2 separate regions of the Hordeum vulgare genome follow, and region 1 is linked to region 2. A link is a contact called in public Hi-C data. All regions are on one chromosome and are shown on one strand. The core of a region is the stretch at or near the end of the contact, and the rest is flanking DNA. Distances in the headings are between cores, read along the strand shown. Region 1 holds the start of LOC123443591. Region 2 holds the start of LOC123443589.

Region 1 (3,978 bases), core at 329-2,828, 610 kb before region 2:
TCACACGATCAGCACTATTGACGCCATGCATCTAAACGAATGATTTATTAGACATACCCACAGCCACATTCAGTTGCAAATAAGCGGTATCGCCCGTTTTCTACTTATTATTTCAATCGTCAGAACTGTTACAAATACACACAAGTTGAACATTTCTTTTACTAATCACGTCAGTAAGAAATGTAAAAAATACTGGTATGAAGTACTGTTAGTCATAATAAATCCACAAAACATAGTTTCCACGTGATAACCCATCTAACTACGTACACTACAGACTTAGAAAATCAGTTGCAATCTTGGGGCTAGAAATCCACTGTCCTTACCAACACAATCAATGTTTATCCACTATAATCCAACCATATCCATACTTTTTATGGTATTTCTAGCCGTGATTTTTTTTGTGTGAATAAGGCTATGGATTTATGTTAAGACTTCCAAAAATACAAGGCATCCTAGAAAACAATGAAACTACAACCAGGTCCTCAGATAGCCAAAGAAACTCAATCTCCAGCGAGAGCTGAAGGCACCACCGTTGCTGCCCCTCCCATCTTCGAAGCCGGCCAGAGATTATACCCTACGGTTGGGAAGTAGTCCACCTAAGGTCCAGCTGGACCAACTCACCAAAGAATAAGAAGCCATCGTAGAAGTCTTGTGTAGATAGGAAATCCCAAAGCCAAACCACTCCTGAAAAAAGTTCTGCCAGCTTCGCAGAGGTGGTGGCGAGAACTCAGCTGCAAAGGAGAGAGAGCACGAACAACCAAAGAGCAATATATCGCATCAGGGAGACACCCAAGGGGAGAAAATAAGGCCACAGCCTCGTCGCTTTTGTAGAAACGGCCGGGGGAAACATCACCCCCATCACCAAGGGCCGGCCACCAACATGATTTCCCTAGCCAGGGGGCATCGACGCTGCCGGCTGCCCGCAACACCACCACCACAAAGAGGAGGAAGAAGAGTGTCATTACCTCAACACCAACACGACGACCGAAAGCCGAGAAAACAACCGAATACCTAACTAAGAGAAGCTAGGCTAGTGCGGAACAAGGTCCCGGGTTCCCCTCACTCCCACAGCCGGAGCTGCCAGCGGGGGTGAGGGGGGCCCAGAGTCGGAGGCACACGCTCCCTCTTCTCGCTAGATCTCTTCTTAAGACCTATTTTCTGGTTGTAACTTGTAAGGCTACAAACTGCAGAATCTCCACCAGATAATTTAAACCAATTCAAAATCCCTAAATTGCCCGGATTAATTCGCTGGTTTCGCCAACCCTAGCCAACCGCTGCTTCGAAGCGACGCAACTAAGCGCAAGACAGAGACGAACAAGTACAACAAAATAGGGGAGGGGGGCGGTTGCTCACTCTTTGATGATGGCGATGACGTTGTCGACGAACTCCTGCAGCATTATCACCCTCAGGTGAGCGCGGATTAGGGCGCCAGCTTATGCTGGAAACTATGGGGAAGTGCGATGCAAGGATGGAATCCGGGGAGAGGAGAGGGACGAGGGGGAAAGGCGCTGAGAGAAGAAACCAAAACAAGGGGTCGAGTCGGACCGGTCGGGTCGGCAGGGCACCTATTTTAGTACTACAGCATAATTATATATATACTATAGGATATATAGGAGTTCCATATATATAATAAAGATAATAAAAATGGATAATAATAACACGAATGCATAAATTTCGTGGTAGTATTTCGGGAATTATCTGGTCCACATATGCGCGAGACGGGGTGGGTTTCATGCAGTTTCGTTACATGACATCTGGGACGTGTGAAGCTTATGGACCACATCTCCGGAACTCGTTTTAGGCTATTTCGTTTTGGGCAAGGTCCTGCCGTGGGTGAAGCAACCTTCGCCCGAAAGCTCTTTTTACCGGTGCCGTATCTACCGGCAGTTCTTTAATCAATAATAGAATCTTGTTATCTCAAAAGTTGTTATAAGTTATACTTCCTTCGTTTTTAAATAGAAGCTTTTTCAAAAATTCTATTATTAAAATACATACGTATGCATATAAACATATTTTAAGTTTAAATTCACTCTTTTTATTTTGTATGTAGTCCTCTATTATAATGTCTAAAAAGATTTATATTTACGAACGGAGGGAGTATATTTGTATTCTACACATTTCTTCATTTAAACCATTGTATTTCATCATTGGGACAGTTAACTAGAATTTATTTTTTAATTGCAGTAATGAACTACTATTAAAGTGGTATTATCTTTCCCTTCAATTTCAGTGGCATGAAGTCTCTTGGTCCTTTCATAGAATTATAATTGTTTCAACTTTACACTGCCTCTAGTATAGAGTTGTATTAAGCTTAAAACACTTATTTTAAAACGGAGGAAGTAGAAAACAAGGCTGCAGGGTTTAGGTCAAAATAAACATAGATAATATAGGTATCCAATAAACATTTATCTATCGATAATTTTATGATATATTCGGGCGTCTTTTGCTTAAAAAGAGTAACAAAAGAAATAAAAAAAATCTTTCTATTCCCGCTTCATCAGGACAGTATTTTTGTACTCTTTCTTTTTTAAGGAATCCCACCCATTTGATTGTATCAGTTGGGCCTATTCATATGACTGTATCAGTTGGGCTTATTCATATGATTTCATGCACACATACCCGTGAAGCCAGTCTCACTTCACACGCGTACAATATCGGCTTATTTTTCAAAGGATCAACCTCTCTCGTTTTAAATTGATTTGGAATATGTTCAAACACATATGAGAGTTTATAAACATATTCCGTTCATTTCAAATATAACTGCTTGAGTGTCGTCGTTTTCTCACGACAAATGCTATGGGTAGGCTTATTGAGAGTGGTTGGGACCGAAGGGACACCGGCGGGCTCCGGAAACGGGATTGGTAACTAGCAATGCAAGACGCACGATGTATGTGACATCCTCAGCTTTTACTACAGTGATGATTGTAATTAAGCTACAGTGATCACACGCTAATGATGCCACGTCACCGTGAATTCCTATCGTTGATCTCGCGTTATTCAAAGCAATTTGAATTTGAAATTTAAAAGTAAAATCAAATGGGGAAAATTTCAAATTCAATACGATCGCATGAAAAATCCCCTAATGATTTATAAAAATAAATCGGAATTTTGAAAATTGGTTAAAACTCTATATATTTAAAACAGAAATAATAAAAGAATAAAAAAAGTATTTTATAATAATAATAATAATAAATGAAAAAATATAAAAAAGATTAAAATAATAATAATAATAATAATAATATTATTATTTAAAAAAAACCATCCCATCCCTGCCCACCCGAGGGGGTATAAAGCCCCCAAGGGGGGCAAACCCTAACCGCCCCCGCGCGAGTCCCACTCCACCAGCGCCGCGAGGACAAGGGGACGAGCCCTCGTCAGTTTCCCGCCTACCGCGCATCCCAACGCTCTCCACCTACCACGCTCGTTTCCCACCCCCATCGCTCAACCTCCATCCTGTCCCGTCGCTCGCCCTGTGCCTCCCACGATTCTCCCTCTCCCGGCGCTCAACAACCGCACCAGAGCCCCCCCCCCCCCACTGCGCCACCTCTCCCATGCCTGCGCCTCTTCTCCCCCGTCGCTCCTCTCCCGTGGAGCTCCCATCGCCCCGTGGCTCGCCCCTAGCTCCACGAGCCCCTTTTCCCTCCCTCTCCCGCGGCACCATCCCGCGAGCCCCTGGATCCCCGTCGCCTCCCACCTCTCCACCCAGCCTCCCGCACCGACCGACCCCCACCTCCCTGCTCACCCCGCGCTGCGCCTCCCTCACCCATCGGCCGGCGCCACCCCAGCCCCTCGCTAGCACCTCCTCGTGGACCCCCTGCCCCGGGCGCCCTCGCCCCAAGCGTCGGCCCTAGCCGTCGCGCGTCGCGTCGGGGCCGCACCAGGATCGGCCACCTCCGCCTCTGGCGCGCACCCGCCGGCCCCTTCAAGCCCCTCTCCTCGTCGGCCTCCTATCTGGCCCCGACGGCCGACCGCTCCACC
Region 2 (4,254 bases), core at 92-2,591:
CATAGCGGGCGTCCCACCACATTCCACTTAATCCCAATACAACTTCGTGGGTGATAGCCAATAGTCCAATAAAACTTATGTGGGATAAGTGGGATTAAATGGGTTTCCACTTTCAAGTTTCAATACAGGCATTGCATGTCTTTGTTTCTCTCTGTCCAATGAGCCGCAGGTGGCGGTGCATCCTGGCCTCCAACGACCTCGCCGATAGATACCGAGCAGAGCAGAGCAGAATCAGAGGCAGACTGGATGGGCTTCCTGCCGGAGCTGCTGTGTCTCATCTGCGGCCGGAGCTGCTGGGCCTCATCTTCGGCGCCTTCACAGGGACTGGCACTTGAGTGGGTGAGTTGCTGGAGTCGTCCATGCTCAGGTCGAGCTTTTGCAGATTTTGCTCAGGTCGGCTGGGTCGGAACAGCAGGAGGCGTGGACGGTCGCGCGAGCTGGAGCATTGAGCGAAGGGGAGCCGACGCTCGGCATGGCTGGAGTGGCCGCCGCCGTCGCGATCGACGCAGGAGCGGGCCGAGGTTGAGGGTCGGAGCGGCGGCGGGAGGCGAGGGAGCGGCCGCGGGAGATGGAACATTAGGCCGCGGGGAGCCGGCGCTCCGCAGGTTGGACCGGCCGCCGCCGACGCGGCCGACGAAGCTGCGCCCGAGGTCGTGGATGAGCAGCAGCCATGGCGTCACCCCGTAAGGAGAAGAACGTGGGCTGCTAGTTGGTGGTGAGGTGGGTTACCAATGGATTAAATGGGACAGACCACTTAATTTTCTTGTTGTCCAACGGATATCCACTAAGATGATTAAGTGGGATGGATTTAATTAGTCCCACTTATTGCCACTTCCATCTGCAGCCTGAGCCGCTGCGGATCGGAGAGCCGGAGGGGAAAAATCAACCTTGACCTCACCGTGATTCGCCATGGGGAAAGAGGAGGGGGAAAATGTGAGGGAAGCTGCGGTGGGGGCGTGGGCCGATCGGGGGAGCTGCGAGGGCGAGCGAGGGATCTCCGGCGCGGGGGCAAGCGGGGAATCCCCGATGCGGAGGCGAGCGGGGGATCTCTGACGCGGAGGGGAGTGGGGCATCTCCGGCGCGGGGGATCTCCTGCGCGACAGAGGAGCGTTGTGTTTGTCGGGAATTTGCTAGGGAGGTTTAAAAAAAAATACCACGAGGACATTTAGTTCCGGACGGAGGGAGTATGACACAAACTTTCAGATAATCTTAAGCCATGTTTATTTTTTTCCGTTGCAACATGTAGGTTTGCCAGTAAAAAAAAAATTGCAATAATTGCCCATGTTCTAGTTTTTCACAAAATATCCATCCACCGACCGGCTTCGGCCGACTCGACTCGACTCCCCAGGCCCGGTAGAAACCCCGTCCAGAGTGCGCCACTTTCTCCAATCGTCCATCAGGAGAGATGGGGAGGCGCCGCCGGTTCACGCATCAGCCCACCAGCGACGACGACGACGAGGAAGACAGAGCCGCCCCGCAGCCGCTCAGAACTACCAAGCCCACCGCCCCTCCCTCCTCGGGCGCCAAGAAGCAGCAGCGTCACCATGCCGACGAGGACGACCTGGAACTCCAGGAAGAGGAGGAGGATGAGAAAGACCTGGAGGAGATGCGGATGAACGAGGAGGAGGAGAGGCGGGAGGAGACGCAGACCCGCCGCCGAAGAGGGCGCAAACCCAAGCGCCCCGCCGAGGAGAGCGACGAGGAGCCGGAGGAGAAAAATCCGGAATCAGAGGAGGAGGAGGAGTCTCGCGAGGAGGATAGCACGGAGGCGGTACCCGTCGGTGAACCTTTGAAGGTGACCGGCAAGGGGAAGAAACAACGGAGGCATTACTTCTCCTTCGAGTACGAGGGCAACACCTTCGAGCTTGTAAGCGGCCGCCCTGCTTCTGTTACACTTTTTTTTCTGTTCGATTTTATAGGGTTTTTGAAGGTTGTAAAATTTTGTTATGGATTTGTGTAGGAGGACCCGGTGCTGCTCACGCCCGAGCAGCAGAAAGAGAAGCCCTATGTCGCCATCATCAAGGTCTGCGACTGGTGACGCTATTTTGCGGTTTTCTAAGATGTTAGTGCATTGACATGTATATAGAGGATACCAGTTATTAACATGTCAAAGAGTAGTTTTATGCCGTGTCATATTTTTCCAGATAGAGAAGTCACAGAAAATTTCTATGTAGGTAGTTCATTTTTTGCTAAGATTACTGAATTATTAGGTAGTTTTTGTAAATTTAGCAATGTTTCACAGCGCAGTCAATTGTTGAAAATGAACTTCATCATTTAGAAGTCCACATGTTCACTAAGCTCTTTGCTCTAGGCTTGGTTTTGGCTGCACTTTACCCCGTGTTTTTTCCCCATGGTTAACAATGCTTTTATACCAGGCTTTAGGTCATGATCTGTGTCTAGCGATTTTTGTACGGCCTAGCTTGCATTCTATGATTGGGGCCATTGGCTATTCTCAGTAGTTGTGGAGCCAAAATCCGTCATCTCTTTAGAGCTGCATGAATGTTCTATGAATGCAATTGTCCTTACTTCTTTTACCTCTTTCTGTTTTCTATTCATCTCTGGTACAATTGGTTCTTAATGATGTATGCTCATTATTTTATTTATCATGGAACAGGATATAACAGAAAATGATGGGAGCTTATCAGTAACTGGTCAGTGGTTTTATAGGCCAGAAGAAGCTGACAAAAAGGGTGGTGGGAATTGGACAGCAAGTGACACAAGAGAGCTATTTTATAGTTTTCATATAGATGATGTGCCAGCGGAGTCAGTTATGCACAAATGTGTGGTCCATTTCATTCCACTAAACAAGCAGATTCCCAGTCGAAAGGAACACCCTGGATTCATTGTCCAAAAAGTTTATGACACAGTTGCGAAGAAATTGTGGAACTTAACAGATAAGGATTATGAGGATAACAAGCAACACGAAATCGATCTCCTCGTGAAGAAAACAGTGGACCGTATTGGACAGCTTCCTGACCGTGAACCTATAGATGTACCTGCTGACAATACTGATCAGTTCTCAAATAAACGTGGTCTACGAAAGAGACCTCCGAACCCTTTAGACGTGTCGAGAGATACAACAGGCAAACCCGAGCAATTCATAAAAGCAGAGACACCTGGGAGTGATAATCTAAAGCATTATGCCATCCTCGCCAAATATAAAGCTGTCACTAACGCTACTTATCGCGATAAGTGGCTTGATAAACTAGTAGACACTATTCCATTAACATCAAAAGAAGGTGATGAGGCTTCTCATGCTGATGCTGGCAGTGTGGCCAACATTTCAAATAGCTCTTCATCTGCAAGGGATACTAGTTCCGGTGTAAGTTGCTCCTTTCATGTAACGAGAATGGTTTACTATTGCACGTCAAATTTATAGTAAGTAGAAGTAGGAGGGATCTACTATCTAGGTATATTATGATTAGAAAGTAGAACATGGTTTCTTAGAGTAGCATTACATGGTTGGGGTTAGCGGTACATAACCTTTTCTCCGAAACTTGACAAAATTCCTCTGTGAACCTGAAGCTCATATCCGAAAACGGTTTGAGGTCAGCAAATCCATACAAGTTACATAGGTGTCCTAGTGAACCTTGTAGGTAAAGTTGTATGTATCAATGCTGTCTCGGGATCCCATTAAGGCTTGTTGTGGTTTTAATGGTTTACAAGTTCTCAAACAATATGAAACAAATACTAGGAAATCACACCTACTCCCTTTGTTCCTAAATATATGACGCTTTGGCAGTTCAATTTGAATTGCCAAAACGTCTTATATTTAGCAATGGAGGTAATATAATGTAAGATGATCCAACGGACCGGTTGGGAAAATATGAGTTTATGTGCCCTTGGTCAAAATACAACCATTTCAACTCACTACGATATATATATGGACTCAACTATTTGTTTTTTTCTGTCTAGGGCACATAAAGTCGTATTTTCCCAATTGTTCCATTGGATCATCTTATATACTTGGGTCGGACTATTCATCACCCAGGGTGAAGTTATTCTTCACCCCTCTCTTATAACATCACTACCTCACATTTTACATCTCATAAATTTTGTCTTACGTCGGAAGTGAAAAGAGAAGGTAAGGAAATGCGTGTGGTCAACAGAGACATTTTACGTAACGTAAACATATGAATGTAAAAATGTAGTGCAAAATATACATATAAAGTCAAATTTTGTGGTTTTATGACTCATATCTTACTTCTCTTATATCGAATTTTGTGTAGCGAATCAGTATGAACGTAATTATTC

What was found. Hi-C and Micro-C count contacts between places; a contact is called where the count stands out from the background.
Region 1: a contact with region 2 is called in a Hi-C map of seedling, with 4 times the contacts expected there. The contact joins the promoter of LOC123443591 here to the promoter of LOC123443589 in region 2. A contact is called at or near these places in 4 of 6 Hi-C or Micro-C datasets (leaf and seedling).

Annotation. Positions count from the first base shown.
Region 1 is chr3H:238,659,556-238,663,533 of MorexV3_pseudomolecules_assembly, reverse strand. LOC123443591 reads right to left here and starts at 1,578. Exons shown (of 9, transcript XM_045120029.1): 1 at 1,354-1,578. The coding sequence starts at 1,397.
Region 2 is chr3H:238,045,742-238,049,995 of MorexV3_pseudomolecules_assembly, reverse strand. LOC123443589 reads left to right here and starts at 1,341. Exons shown (of 9, transcript XM_045120025.1): 1 at 1,341-1,867; 2 at 1,961-2,023; 3 at 2,615-3,322. The coding sequence starts at 1,406. It also overlaps the pseudogene LOC123441642.